5 separate regions of the Mus musculus genome follow, and all the other regions are linked to region 4. The links are chromatin contacts, called in public Micro-C and promoter capture Hi-C maps. All regions are on one chromosome and are shown on one strand. The core of a region is the stretch at or near the end of the contact, and the rest is flanking DNA. Distances in the headings are between cores, read along the strand shown. Region 1 holds the start of Cwc25 (CWC25 spliceosome-associated protein). Region 2 holds the start of B230217C12Rik (RIKEN cDNA B230217C12 gene). Region 3 holds the start of Lasp1 (LIM and SH3 protein 1). Region 4 holds the start of Fbxl20 (F-box and leucine-rich repeat protein 20). Region 5 holds the start of Ormdl3 (ORM1-like 3 (S. cerevisiae)).

Region 1 (2,826 bases), core at 153-2,652, 380 kb before region 4:
CAGGTCTCCTGGCAAGGATGGCAAGTCTGGGTTGTCAGCTTCAGTTGAGGCACTGCCTCCATCAGATTGTGGGAATGTCTGTGAGTGTGTGTTCTTGAGTATGACCTGAGAGAGGAAGGCCCAGCCCACTGTGGGTGGAGCCATCCCTAGGTAGGTGGTCTACCTGTGTAAACAAGGGAAGCTGAGTAAGGCAAGAGAAGCAAGCCAGTAAGCAGCATCCCTCCATGGTTTCTACTTCAGTTCCTGCCTCTGGGTTACAACTTGAGCTGCCTTAATGATGGGCTATAACCTGTAAGATGCAAGAAGCCTTCTCCTCCGACAGTTGCTTTTGATCTTGGTTTTATTACAGAAGTAAACTAATGCACTGTCCATAATAGACAGTTACATGAAGCACATACTAAACTAGACTAACTTTGATGGAGCCCTGCAACTTGATCCAATTAAGGACACCCGGCAAATTCAGCTTAGTGGACAGATACCCAAACTGATGTACTTATTGATTCAATTACCTTCACTTTGAGAAGATCAATAGTGTCCTAATCTAGCTCTCTGCTTCTTGGATATTTCTGCCTTATTTAAGGCATTCCTTCCCCACAAACGAACTACAGGACTTAAGAGCAATTGCCACTTAACATAAAAAAAAAAAAAGTGTTACCGATACCGAAGAAAGCTGCCTCCTCACTACACATCAAAGCAAAACACTGATGTAAGGAAGGAAACAAAGATGGAAAAGATTTGAAATGGACGCCTCTAAACGGCACAGCTCAGGATGGGAAATGACTGAAGCCCACCCTTTCAACAGTCCAGGTCCAGGATACAACTGTGAACTCCTAGCTAAAAAAGGGGGAGCAGGGGAGGCTATGTCCGAAGATAACATACACAAAATAAAGTCTACGTGCCCAAGATCTACCTCCTTCCATACCATGAGTTCAACTGTCCCTTCCCTAACCTTAGACTTCCTGGGAGCCCCCGGGAAGCCCCCGAATCAGCAAATCCTGACAACAGCAAACATTCCTCGCCGCACATCTTCCCGAGGCTCATCTCAGTCCCTCTGTGGGCTTCACCATCCGCTCCCTCTCCATGTTTATCACCCCCTTGTGCTGAAATCAAGACTTCATTACCAGGGTTACCGACTGCTACCCCCGACTTTCACCCCACCCCGGCGCCTGTGGGTCTCGGGCTCAGTCGTCGCTGCCCAGGCCTCTAGCACTTACCAGGTCTCCGCCTCCCATGATGGTGGAGACGGTTCTTCAGTCTGTGGACCTGAAAGATTCAGCGAAGGCAGAGAGGAAACCTAGGGAAACAGTTCAGAGACGGCCTCTCGGGACCTAATCCCTACAGGAACCAGCTGCCCTTTTCCCCGCCCGCTCTAGCTCGCACTTCCGGGGTGGTGTCATATGACTGCGTCAGCGTCTCGGCTCGATGACGTTTGGTATGAGCGCTAAGTCTACGTGAACCTAGAGTCGCAAGTACTTTCTACCCTCCGTCAGTTTTGGTGGCCTCTTTTTGGTTGCCTCACGTAAGCCCCTGGCCCCAACTGTTGAAAAGCCATAGGCGGGTTCTGTTGCCTTGGCAACGCATCAGGGCTCTGCCGTAGAAGCGAGACAGTGTAAGACCTCAGTATCTGCCAACTTAGGCCGCCTCCCCATCTCACCGCTACACCAGGGTTTCCAAACCAGCTTTTCGGCCAGCTCCCTCATTCCCGGCATGTTTTATAGAAATAGATGCTATCAAACAAAATCCCAAAAGCCAGATGTCATGGCACACCCCCAGTCATCTCCCACGCTTGGTAGATGGAAACTGGCCAGCTCTGGCACAAAGTTTGAGATCATTCTGGTCTGGAAATACCTATTTTTATTATTTTATTTATTTTTGTTTCCTAGACAGTGTCTTTCTATGTAAAACCCTGGCTATCTGGGGACAGTGTAGATCAGGCTGGCCTTGAACTCAGATCTATACCACTTGCTTCTGTCACCAGAATGCTGGAATTACAGACTTGCTAAACTATAGCCAGCTTGTGTCTTTATTTTTATTTTTTAAGATTTATTTATGGGCCTGTCAGTAGTGGCACACGCCTTTGGTCCCAGCACTTGGGAGGCAGAGGCAGGCAGATTTCTGAGTTCAAGGCCAGCCTGGTCTACAGAGTGAGTTCCAAGGACAGTCAGAGCTACACAGAGAAACCTTGTCTCAAAAAAAAAAAAAAAAAAAAGAAAGAAAGAAAGAAAGAAAGAAAAGAAAAGAAGAAGAAGAAGAAAAGATTTATATATAAATAAGTACATTGTTGCTGTCTTTAGACACAACAGAAGAGGGTATCAGTTCTCATTATGGATGAGTTTGTGAGTCACCAGGACCTTTTTTATTTTGGTTTTTCAGAGACAGGGTTTCTCTGTGTAGCCCTGGCTGTCCTGGAACTCACTCTGTAGACCAGGCTGGCCTCGAACTCAGAAATCTGCCTGCCTCTGCCTCCTGAGTGCTGGGATTAAAGGCGTGTGCCACCACCCACCCCCCCACACCCACCCCCGGCCACCAGGACCTTTTGAAGAGCAGTCAGTTGTCTTACCCACCAAGCCATCTCGCCAGCCCTTGTGTTTTTATTTTTGAGTTGTTAGAATTAAAGAACTGGAGTGATGGCTCAGCCATTAAGAACACTGGCTCCGAGCTGGTCGTGGTGGCACATGCCTTTAATTCCAGCACTCGGGAGGCAGAGGCAGGTGGATTTCTGAGTTTGAGGCCAGCTTGGTCTACAAAGTAAGTTCCAGGACACCCAGGGCTACACAGAGAAACCCTGTCTTGAAAAACAAAACAAATTCAGCCGGTGGTTCGGGG
Region 2 (2,700 bases), core at 43-2,542, 310 kb before region 4:
GGCTGCAGGGAAACCCTGTCTCAAAAAACCAAAAAAAAAAAAAAAAAAAAAAAAAAAAAAAAAGAAAAGAAAAAAGAAAGGGGGTTATTAAGATCTCAAGGTCTAGACCCTTCAAAGAAAATATTTGGGGAGAGTCTAAGAATGCCAGACCTTAGAAACTGACCTATAGAAATCCTTTCCTTTTTAATAAACAGTTGGTACACAACACAAAGCAGAAAGAATCAAAATACATCGCAGTGGGTGTGGGTTTTTTTTTTTTAATGTGATTGTTTATGTATGTGTGTGTACACCAAAGGGCATGTGTGGACATCACAGGACAACTAACAGAAAGGAGTCCTTGTCTTTCCACTGTGGGCCCCAGGGATTGAACTCAGGTCCTCAGGTTTGGTGTACAACACCATTACCCCTTGAGCCCTATCATTGAGTTTTTGTAAGATTCGGTCCCTCAGAAGAAACCACATGAAAGCCAGCTGTAATGGCAGTGCTCAGAGGCTGAGAGGTAGAGTCAGGAGAATCCAGTCAAGGGCCAGCCTGGGCTAACTGAGACTCCCTCAAGACAAAATAAAACAACAACAATAATTAATAATAATACAAAAAGAAACAACAAAACCATGCTTGGATTTGCATCTCTAGACACTAGGAGCGGGTGTGAGTGGGTTTTTTGCTGTTTTCTCTGATGACGACACGAGGTAAATTCAGAAGATCCAGAGAAAACAAACGGGGGAAACTGGCACCACAGAAGGGAAGGAGAGACCTCATGTGACACAAATGAGCTTGGGCTCTGAGGATCTCCCAGACCAACAAGGCAAGCCAGCGTCTGGTGGAATGTGAGAGGCTCGCTTTGACTCCTGCCCCCTATTGACAAGTTGTTAAATTTATCACGCAAGCTCCTGACCACCCTTGAGCTCAGGCTTTAAAAGACTTCAGACTGGTTGAAATGACCCCCAGCACAGTGAGAAAACTCAGATCCATGCCCAGGGTCGCCCTACCCCCACCCCTCGCCTCCTGAGACTCACATGAGACCTTCCTCTATGTTCTCTGAACTAGGTAATGGCCCACAAAACTGGCAACAATTTGTCTTCTGAGATAGATTACCAGAGATGTGTGAGAGGGAGAAGGAAAAAGGAAGGCAGAAAAATCCATTCCTAAGGAGTCTGTAGAGATCCTCCGCTCACACCTTCCGGAGCAGCCCACTCAGTGCAGAAACTGTATCTAAATAGAGATAGCGGTTTTTTTGTTTTGTTTTTTTTTTTCCACACAAAGGGGCGGGGCTGGCTTCCTGGGAAGAAATTAAACCTCTCCGGTTTTGCCTGGTCTAAAAGTAGCTGTTCCCTGGTTACCCACCGTGGACTTTGTGATTGGCTGGCCGTGATGGTGGAGGTGGAGAGTAAGTTGCTGATGGGGTTGCAGCATCCCTTAGCTTCAGGTCCCCGGGAGGGGGAGGGAACAGGAAGCGGGAGGGAAGAGGAGCCATTTCTCCGCGCTGACCGACCTCCACGCTTGCAGCTCCCACTTCCCCGGAATCGAGGGGACTCCTCTGCTTGTACTGAGCCATGCTGGATATTTTCATCCTCATGTTCTTTGCCATCATAGGCCTGGTGGTTCTGTCCTACATAATTTACCTTCTCTAGTGGCCTGGCGCTGCAGGGGCTGCGAGGGGAAGGATGGAGCTGAAGGGCCGAGCATCCTGCTTGCTGACGCACCGGTGGAGTTTTGCTTCTGGTCATTATTCGGGTATTGATTAAAAAAAAAAAATGAAAAGAAAGCTTGTTTTTGTATCTATTTGTCATACACATTGACGTAGCATTTCTTGGATCAATGTGAAAAGAATAAGAAAGGCCAGCTTTCTTTGGGAATTGATTTAAAATGTTATTTCTTAAAAATAAACATCACTACAAATAAGTAAATAAATAAATATAAATAAAATGCACTAGGTTTTAGGTAGGATGGGAGGGAGTGTGCTGGGGGGTGGAGGGGGACAGACTATTATTTCCTAATTTCCTTCCAGGTAGATGCAAAACCAAGTTGTCCATTCTCTCCTGACAATGACTACAGTACATCCTTATGTGTGGACAAGGCAGTTTTCAAATCTGCTGGCATAATTGTATTCATTAATTCACTGCTGCGCCATAACTGCATTCATTAGTTCACTAGTGATTAACTCCCACTTGAGAAAAAATAGCAAATGAAACCTACTTGGGGTAAGGGGTGAGGGAGATGCCCACTTTCCCCAGTTGTGTAGAGGAATGGGGAGGATTCTCAGAACTCCTGCTAGTTCCTGACCAGTAGGGGTACCCCTGCTGCAGTTTGCAGCTGACCATTGTTTTTGGGTTTCCCACAGCTCCTGTGTCGGGTCCAGCAAGAGGCCTCTCACCACCAGCAGCAATCCTGAGGCCCAACTGATCTCTTCCAGTGTATCCGGATGTGGCTGACCCTTGGCACGAAGGCATTCTGTGAGGCAGGGGCACTCCTGGGGACATCAGGAGTTAGTCCAAGAATGCCAGCCACTGGCAGCTGCTGCATGCGATTGAGCTGTAGACAGGGACTATTCAGAATATGGAAGATTGGAACAGTGAAGTCAGAGTGGAGACTGCCCAAACATTCATATGGACAGCCTTTCCTTAGGTCTAAATGCAACTGCACACGATGCTAAAATATTCTTTGCTTTCTGCTTCACAAGCAGGCGTTCCCTTGTAACCT
Region 3 (2,805 bases), core at 263-2,762, 350 kb before region 4:
AAAACCTAGCTGAGGGGCCGCCCTTGCTTCCCTGTTCACACTTAGAGATTTCTTCCAGACCAGATACCTTAAAGCAGCTAGATACCTGTCCCCTGTTGAGGATTTGAAACTTGATAGCGTTGTGGTAATAATATTCTGGTGATCCTCAAAGAGCGGTCCTTGCGTCCTTGAATGATTTACCTGACAAATCCGCCAAAGAGCTAACTGCCAAGGCCTTCCTCAGCATCTACACAATCGGAAACTGGGGACGTTTTAATGAGCCCCCCCCTCCCCCAGGTCACTCTAGAGCACGCACAAGTTGTGAAAACCACTGCATTCATTTATATTACTTGGCTTTGGGGTCTTGTTCTTTTGCAGTGAAGGGAGCTGACGAGTGCTCCTCCCGGTTTCACGGTCTCGGAGCGCTTTTACTCGGTCCACGTCACCAAGTCACAATGAAACGTGAGGATATAGAATAATAAGGATCATAGAATGAAACGAAAAAGGGAAAGGAAAGCTTAGGTTGGAGAAGGGCTATGTCCGCAAGTTTCCCTTTTTTGATTGACCCTTGACCCTCAACGGACACACACCGTCAACCTGGGGAGTGACCTTGGCTTCCGAACCCAAAGTGTGGAACAATCCAATTCAAATTCACAAGCATACCATGGGCAGAAATCTCCAGGACTCTGGCGCCAATCAAATAAAGTCGTGCAACTTCTGCTTGGTACGAGGCAAAACGAAGGCTTTTCTGCTCAGATTTAAAAGGAGGAGTGGCCTTTATCTTTTTACCTGTTTTAATGACCCAGGGTCGAATCAAGATCATACTTGTATTGAAACGTATTTTTATTGTCATTGAAGAGAGGAAAAGACTCTGAGGGGGCACCCGGATTTGAACCAGGGACCTCTTGATCTGCAGTCAAATGCTCTACCACTGAGCTATACCCCCGCACCGACGCGCAGCTTGAAGCAATCTCTTTTCAGTCTTAAGATGCTGTCGCAGCTGCTACACAGGTAGAATAGGGGCAAGAGAAAAGAATGGAAGAGCAAAGGCGGCCAAGCTGAAAGCAGAGGATGCCTGAATCCGAAGAATCCATGGGAAAGCTGCAGCGCAGAGGGGCGGGGAGGGTGAACGTACGGAGGTGCTGAGTCCAAAGGGAAAGGGACAGGTACCTATGTGGGAGAGGATGTGGGCGGGAAGGGAACTAGCTGGGGGGCGGGGCGGGGCAAGGGGTGGTTTCCCCGCAGGTTGATGCTGGGGACCCACGGGTTTAAGGAAAGTCCCCCAGTCTAGAGAATCTGTACTATCCCCACCATCGTCGGGTGCGTGGGGTTGCCCCCTCTCATGGGAAATCGGGCTCTGCCACACTCGCGTCTGTTTCTCCAGCGCGGGAAGGGCCATGGCCCGGGCCCGTCCTCGGTCGCGGAGCCCAGGGGCACGTGCACCCCGAGAGCTCAGGGGCTCCTGCACTCCCGTCCCGCAGTCCTCCCTGGAACCCGCCCCCACGCAGCCCCACGTCGCCCGGGGAGCGCGCCTGGTCGCGCGCGCCTCTTTCCGCGCCCGAGGCGCGTCCCCGCCCTAGCCAGTGCAGCCCCTCCTCCCCACTGTGTTTATTAGGGGAAGGAGGGCGGAGGCGGAGGCCAGTTCCCCAGTTCCAGTCGCCGTCGCCTGCACAGTTGCAGCCGCCGCCTCCCACCAGCTCGCCCAAGGAAAAGGGAACGCGCGCGAATACGGGCGTCCCCGCCCCAGTCTTTCCCCGGAACCATGAACCCTAACTGTGCCCGGTGCGGCAAGATCGTGTACCCCACGGAGAAGGTGAACTGTCTGGATAAGGTGAGCTCGGGTACCGGGCGCTGCGAGCTAGCCAGTGCTAGTGCAGCTCTCCATCAGGGGAGGAAAGAGGGGCCGGGTCTTTGCGGGCTCTTCCCTGCGCTCCCCAGAGCAGGTAAGGAAGGCGGGAGGCGACTTGGGGTGTGGGGACAGACCCCAGTCTGGAACCTGGGAGGTCCAAGGCGAGGTGGTGAGCAGCCACCGCTGGAGATGGGTGGCCTCTGTGCATCGAGGTTAGGAGGGCTGGAAGGAAGGGCGGAAGAGCACCAGGGAACCGGGTTCCCCGGGTGTGTGCAGGAGGTTAGAGGTGCAGTCCCGCCCCCCGGGCCGGGAGTGAGAGGGGAGACGGCCGCTCCCTTTCCCCGCGGCGGCCAGCGCCAAGTAGGCGGAAGCGCGGGGCGCTGGGGGGAGGGGGCGGCGGGGGCGGGGCGGAGGCTGGGGCCGGCGCTACCCGCCCGGCTTGGGCTGCCGGTAGCCTGGCTTCCTGGCTTGGAAGCTGCGTCGGGTCCTTCGTCCAGCGAGTGTCAATTGTGGTGAAAGGGATTTAGGGGCAGCGCCGGAATCTCACTGCGAGACCCCCTCTTTTTGAACGACCTGCTGGTCCCCTCCTTGCTTTTTTTGTGGTTGGGGAACCCGCAGACCTCCTTCATAGCTTCCCCAACCCCCAATTCAAATTGCAAGCCACTCCGGGTGATCGGCTGCCCAGTCGGAGCTGGGCGGGGTAGGGAGTGGGGAGGACGCTTCTTGGAGATCTGAAATTGTGCTCAGCCTGGAGACCAGCTTAGAGAACAAAGAGCTAACTTTTCAGAGCTGTTTTCTCCGATGGAGGGTGGGATTGGCCGAGTTCTGAGGAAGCAGACGAAAAGGAGTTTTTTAAGAGGAGGGGGGTAGCCTTCTGGAAATCAGCTGGCCCCTAGGGGCTCTTACGCATCCCCCGGCCCAGGCTGGACCCGATCATCTGTTTGCCATTACACTTTTGCAAGGGGGACTGAAGGGTA
Region 4 (2,755 bases), core at 129-2,628:
TTTATAACTATAAATACTTTTTCAAGAAATACTAAGACTATACAGAAGTTTCGCCCCTAGGTGAGACTTTCACCCGAAGCCCACAAACTTTTTGTCTCAAATTTATCTTTTAAAGGGAGCTGAAGGGAAACACTGGGTGTTAAAAATACAACAAGAGAGAGGAGACAGGAAGCCAGCAAGTGAGATGAACACTGAGCCTGGGCCCAGCACAGGTCAGTCAGCCTGAGCCTCTGCCAGAAAAGGCCAGGTAACATTTTCTCTTGTGTAAGTTTCTTTGTCTCTCGGCCTACCAATGAAACCTCCAGCACATCTCCAAACTACTGTATTTCATTTCACCAGTACTTAGGATACTTCCCAAAGGAATCCCTTTCTCAGTCGTGAACTCGCTTTTAAAGATCTTTCTGACTATGTACGGTTCCATTCCAAGACTACAAACCTCCTTTTCAGAGGACAAACTTAAGACAAAACAAAAAAACAAAACAAAACAAACCAGGAATGGGTTCTCCGAAGGCTCTCAGACCTTCCTCGCATTCTCGGAACAGATATCTAAGTTCCCAATAAACAATGAACCACAAAAGTATTAGACTACACGGGGAAGAGGAAGTATTAGAATATCCAAACAGCACGAAAACCCCACAGTCGCCTCTATCGTCCCAGTTTACTACCACCCCCAACTTCCTACTTCCACCGAGGACTAATCGATTCCCGCTCGGGTGGAGATTCACGAAGGCAGCAGGCGCTGGCCAGTCGGGGACTGAGTGCTTTCACTGCGTGGTGGAAGGAGGCTAGCCAAGGGCTGGGCAGAGAATGGGAAGCTGGGTGTTATGGGGGAGGGGGGATTTAGGGCGCCAGGGCTAATCCCGGCCAGGGCCCGCGGGTGGAAGGGGCAGCAGGCGAACCTCCCGGAAGGCGAGGCAAGCCGGTGCGCGGGGCTTGCGGGTCGCAAGCAGGGGAGGACGCCGGCGGCCGCATCGGGGGCGGGTGGCGGGCCGCACAAGGGAGGAGGCTCCGGTCGAGCTACTGTTTGGGGTGCGAGAGCTGGCCTTCGCCGCCGCCCGAGACCCCTCCGAGCTCACACCTCAAACCTGCTCTTGGTCACTCCGTTCACGTCCCTCCTCATGGGGCCGGCGGGTGCGGCCCGGGCAGGGCGCTGCGGCGTGCGGAGTGCAAAGATAGGGGCCAGGGCAGGCCCCGGAGTTCCGGGAGCGGGAGGCGGCGGCGGCAGCAAGGCGAGGCTCGCCCGGCCGACGCGGAGGAGCGACCGCTCGAGTCCCGCGGGGGCCTCCACCACCGCCCGCGGCGTCCGCGGCCGCGACGACTGCCAGTCGCTAGCTCGGTCCTCTCCAAAGCCTCAACTTCAACCCAAAACAAAAACACTCCCCACCTGCCAGCAACGCCGCTCCTCATTGGGCAGAGCCGCCCGGGCCTCGGAACGTCGGGGGAGGGGAGGAGCGCTCGGCGGCGGCGGCGCGAGCCCACCCCTCCCCCACCCGGCGCAGCCCCGGACGGTGAGCCCGCGAGCGCCTGGAACGTGGGGTGACCGGGCGCCAGCCCACCAGGACAAGGAGAAGCAGGGAAGTGCCCAAGTGCGCGCCTGCTTCGGTGCGCGCGCGGGCGTGGGGGGGGGGGGCACGGTGTGTGTGCTGTGGGGCGGGTGCGAGTGCGCGCGTGCCCGCGGACCGGCGAGAAGAGCAGAACAGGGACAGGAACATCACCGGATCCCCTCCAGCACTGCGAGGGCTCACTGGCACGTAGCGACCCACGCGGAACCTGAGCTTTCAGCCTAGGGTCCCCAGCTCTGATCTGATCACTTCCCCGGCGGCCTGAGCTGGCACCCACGTCTTTCTGACCACCCAGCTCCCGTCCTCTATCACTCACTGTCGCCTTGAACCCAAAGTGCAGCAGGCGGTCCCTGCTCGGAGCCATTTTCCTCCTCTTTCTAGACGTCTCTAGGTTGGGGCAGTGCCGCCGCCGCTGCCGCCGTAGGTGCTGCCGCCGCCTCCCCCACCCCGGTGAATTGCATTACGGGGTGCTGCAGGGAGGCCTGGGGGGCCCCTGCGGGGCGGATGGCTCTCAGTGCCAGGCTCCAGAAGGCAGGAGCTGGTTGCGCTAAGAGGAGGACGTAGCGCCAGCTCTGCACAGGAGCTGGCAGCGAGGCTACACCTCGGGATCAGGGGGTGCAATGCCCCAGCCCAGTACCCATTCCTTGGGCCGGGGGAGGGGCTGGCGTCAATCGGGTGGGGGCGGGCAAGGCACAAGGGCCATTGGCGTCCCCGCCCCTCCGGCCGCTGGCGCCCAATGGGCTGCAGCGGCTGCTCACCCTCCAATCGGAGAGCTGGTTCGTGAGAGCCACGGCGTGACGCCATTTCGGCGGGAGAAACAAGCATGTAGGAGCGAGTAGGCGGGGGCGGTTGCCCATAGGAAACTCTTCCATTGGATTTCGCTCCTAGTATAAAAGGTAGTCTGTCATCTTTTTGTTAACTCCAGCCTTCAAGACTTCCAAAATCTATGACCTATTTTCCACGAATTATGAAACAACCGAGAGTGAAATTGCTCCGTCAGAGACATTACAAAATGTACCAAACCTGAAATATTAAAAACTACCATAAATCCCAGCCGTCCTAATTAGACCTTAATACTGCTTCCAATTTTATGCTCAAAGCAATTACGAGTTTGTCGTCAGACCTTTTCTACTTAGTTTTAGAACTTGAAAAAGATGAACTTTTAAGAGCAAAAGTGTTACAGTATACCCACA
Region 5 (2,700 bases), core at 12-2,511, 440 kb after region 4:
TTTCTGGCTCTAACAGGGCATCTAAGAGAGCCTAGGTGACCCCACGGGAACTGTCTTCCTAAAGCCTAAGTGCTAGTTGTCTTTTAAAGCAGGTTAGGAACTTCAGGAGACTGCTGCACCCTCTTTCACCATCCTCCCAAAAGTACTCCTGAGACTTTCCTGTGGCTTTGTGTATTTCCATTAGGACACAACTGACCTTTCTCCCAGAAGTGAAGAAATAGGAGACTGGCAGGGGCAGAAAGGTCTGGGGTGACCAGACTGAAAACTGCTACCACAACTGGCAGGTAGCTGGTGTGATTTCATAATCTGCCTCAAATCAGAGCCTGAAGCAACTCCGTCCTGTTAACCACTTTTTTTTTTTTTAAACTTTTGGCTATGGTATAGCTCTTTGCCTCTTTTCCATGCAGGCCCAAGCCAGTCTGTCAGACACTCATGCCAAGACCAGATTACCACCCCCATCTCCTCCCTCCCGCCTTCCCCCCCTCCCCGCGGCGTTAACCATCCGGTAAGCACTTCCCAAATCCCTCCCCAGTTTAAGACTTGCCCTTTATACAGCAAACCTGTTCCCAAGGGATCCCAAGAGGGAGTTCATGCAACACACAATGTCGCTTCCACTCGGCCCACCCTCAATCTGCAGAACCACGGTTGTCCTCGCCAGCCCGACTCCTGGACTCAGGAAAGTGGGTGTGGAAAAAAAAGCAAGCCTCCACGAGTCAGGAGCGAGGGAACGGTGTCCTCGATATCTTGGGAGTATGTGTATGAGAACTCCTTCCACGGGGCCTCCCGCTTCTGCTCTGCAGCCTGGTACCTCGCACTAGCAGTCTGGCCGGGTTCGGGGCCCAACCCCCATCTCCACGCATTCACTCAACCCTGGAGGCAGCCAAACCTTTATCCCTTAAGTCCAGCCGTTCCCCGCCTCCCACCCCCAGCTGCAGCGCTCCTCCCGGATTATCACCCCCGGCCCCCTGCTCCCACTTTCCTCTTTTGGCACTCCTTCGCCTGATGCACGCACTCTCCACCCCCAGCCACCCAGCTCAGGTCTCCTCCTGCGCGGACGCCTCCCCAGCAGCAGCCTTCTCTCCCGGCTCTCCAACCCGTGGAGCCTTCGGGCTTCACCACTCCGATGCCACCCGTCTGGACTCACCGCGCGGGGTTGGAGGTCGAGGGCCCGGGAGAGAGCCCGAGAACCCGGGCCGCGGCCGCTCCAGCAGCTGTAACAAACCAGCGGCGGTGGCTACCCCGCTGGCAGCTCTGGCCGAATCAGCTCCCCGAGCCGGGGCGGTGACGTCACTACCACGCGCCTATCACGTTGTGCCTCTTGGGAAGTGTAGTTTCTAGGCTGCCTCCTCACCGGCCCGCCCGGCGCCTCCTGGGAGTTGTAGGCTTTTCCCTGGTCTAGCTTTTGATCCCACCGCGAGCTTTGGCACCCCGCAGAACGTCCCACCCTGACGCAATAGTGAGATCAGATGCTGTCTCTTTGGTGCGTTAACAATTGTAGCTTTTGCATCTGCGCCCTTCACGTGTTGCACAAGCGGTTTGTCCATGTCCCATCTTGTAGTCGAAGACTTAAGAGTTTTAAGTAACCTGCATTAAGGCCCTGCTAAGATAGCCTGACCCTAAATGCAGAGGTTGTTTTGGTTTGGTTTTTTCCTAACCGTCGCTGCCTGGGCCCCGGATTATCTCCAGAAGCCGAGAAACACTACCCTTTGCCCCGAAGGAGCCCCATTCACTCCCGGGATTACATTTTTCAGGACTTTAGTTGGGTACATGTGTTCAGGGTAGAGACAGGAGCCTGTGGGCATCTTTGGCCCACCTAGTCTTTATGCTTAATCCTTGCTGGTGTAGGTCTGGCCACTCCTGGATCTCCTCCCTACATCAGGTATAAAATAGGATTTATGTCATAGGACGAGACCTTACTAACGTGAGGAGCTTTGAGCTTCTGTCTGAGGTTAATACGTGTAGCTTTAGGTAGGGAGCCTCATTTCTGCAACTTTCATGTCTGGAAGCTCTGAAAAGAAGGGCACAGACTTTATTGCTAGGTACATATAGTGTATGTACATCTTTATTGGCAGAGTAAGCCTGGACAAATGACTTGTCTTAATCTCAGTTTTACAGCTGTCAAAACTTACTCCCAAGGTTGCTTTGATATTTCAAAAGAATGTCATACAAAGCACTTCTTATCTTGTAGGAACGCAACTAGAGTGTTCTTTGGCTCTCCTAGGTCACTCCCACTTTCCACGTCAACAATAGAGGGCCTCCTTTTAGTTGTTTCTACTTCCCCCGCCCACCTTCTCAGTCTCGTGCCCATAAACCCTGGCAAGGCTGGAATGACAGGAATAGATGACGTAACAGATGCCAGCCTGGCTGGCTGTATATGCGCGACGGACTGAACATGCGAGGACTGGAAGGAGAAGGCCTGCCCGGACAACCTGGGGAGCTTTTTCCTTAGACCCGCCCATCATCAGGGAGCTGCCAGAGGGGGTGGGGGCGGGGAGGAATAGCTGTCTCCGGCCGGAGGCGGAGCCCTGGAAGCCAGGAGTGAGTGTATATCTATCTGACTTACCCTGAGAAGTAAAAATGGGCAGCTTCTCAAGTATTCCAGAGGCAGGGGCCCTTCAGATCCGAACATCTAACTAACCGTCCTTCAGCCTCTGTGAGACTGAAGAAGCCTCACAGAGACACCCCCACACTTCCACACTC

What was found. Promoter capture Hi-C pulls out the DNA fragments that hold promoters and counts their contacts. Hi-C and Micro-C count contacts between places; a contact is called where the count stands out from the background. Capture Hi-C pulls out chosen DNA fragments and counts their contacts.
Region 1: a promoter capture Hi-C map of pancreatic islet shows a contact between it and region 4. The contact joins the promoter of Cwc25 here to the promoter of Fbxl20 in region 4. A contact is called at or near these places in 11 of 39 promoter capture datasets (the C10 cell line, cranial neural crest, embryonic stem cells and 6 more) and 3 of 9 other capture datasets (adipose tissue, liver and pancreatic islet).
Region 2: a contact with region 4 is called in a promoter capture Hi-C map of adipose tissue. The contact joins the promoter of B230217C12Rik here to the promoter of Fbxl20 in region 4. A contact is called at or near these places in 1 of 39 promoter capture datasets (hippocampal neurons), 2 of 115 datasets of contacts at active chromatin or transcription factors (microglia and pancreatic cancer cells) and 1 of 9 other capture datasets (adipose tissue).
Region 3: a contact with region 4 is called in a promoter capture Hi-C map of embryonic stem cells. The contact joins the promoter of Lasp1 here to the promoter of Fbxl20 in region 4. A contact is called at or near these places in 11 of 39 promoter capture datasets (3T3-L1-derived adipocytes, the C10 cell line, cranial neural crest and 6 more), 1 of 484 Hi-C or Micro-C datasets (embryonic stem cells) and 5 of 115 datasets of contacts at active chromatin or transcription factors (the SCID.adh cell line, embryonic stem cells, large pre-B cells and 1 more).
Region 5: a Micro-C map of embryonic stem cells shows a contact between it and region 4, with 2.1 times the contacts expected there. The contact joins the promoter of Ormdl3 here to the promoter of Fbxl20 in region 4. A contact is called at or near these places in 1 of 39 promoter capture datasets (erythroid cells), 1 of 484 Hi-C or Micro-C datasets (embryonic stem cells) and 2 of 115 datasets of contacts at active chromatin or transcription factors (large pre-B cells and memory CD8 T cells).

What each region holds. Positions count from the first base shown.
Region 1 is chr11:97,765,211-97,768,036 of GRCm38.p6, forward strand. It overlaps Cwc25 (CWC25 spliceosome-associated protein), which reads right to left and starts at 1,403. Exons shown (of 10, transcript NM_026186.4): 1 at 1,215-1,403. The coding sequence starts at 1,232. It also overlaps the pseudogene Atp5l2-ps.
Region 2 is chr11:97,839,843-97,842,542 of GRCm38.p6, forward strand. B230217C12Rik (RIKEN cDNA B230217C12 gene) reads left to right here and starts at 1,293. Exons shown (of 3, transcript NR_169086.1): 1 at 1,293-1,387; 2 at 1,632-1,734; 3 at 2,342-2,700.
Region 3 is chr11:97,798,053-97,800,857 of GRCm38.p6, forward strand. It overlaps Lasp1 (LIM and SH3 protein 1), which reads left to right and starts at 1,513. Exons shown (of 7, transcript NM_010688.5): 1 at 1,513-1,810. The coding sequence starts at 1,742. It overlaps n-TCgca51 (a tRNA gene), which reads right to left and starts at 925; the gene lies at 854-925.
Region 4 is chr11:98,148,238-98,150,992 of GRCm38.p6, forward strand. It overlaps Fbxl20 (F-box and leucine-rich repeat protein 20), which reads right to left and starts at 1,379. Exons shown (of 15, transcript NM_028149.1): 1 at 1,079-1,379. The coding sequence starts at 1,120.
Region 5 is chr11:98,585,984-98,588,683 of GRCm38.p6, forward strand. It overlaps Ormdl3 (ORM1-like 3 (S. cerevisiae)), which reads right to left and starts at 1,262. Exons shown (of 4, transcript NM_025661.4): 1 at 1,145-1,262.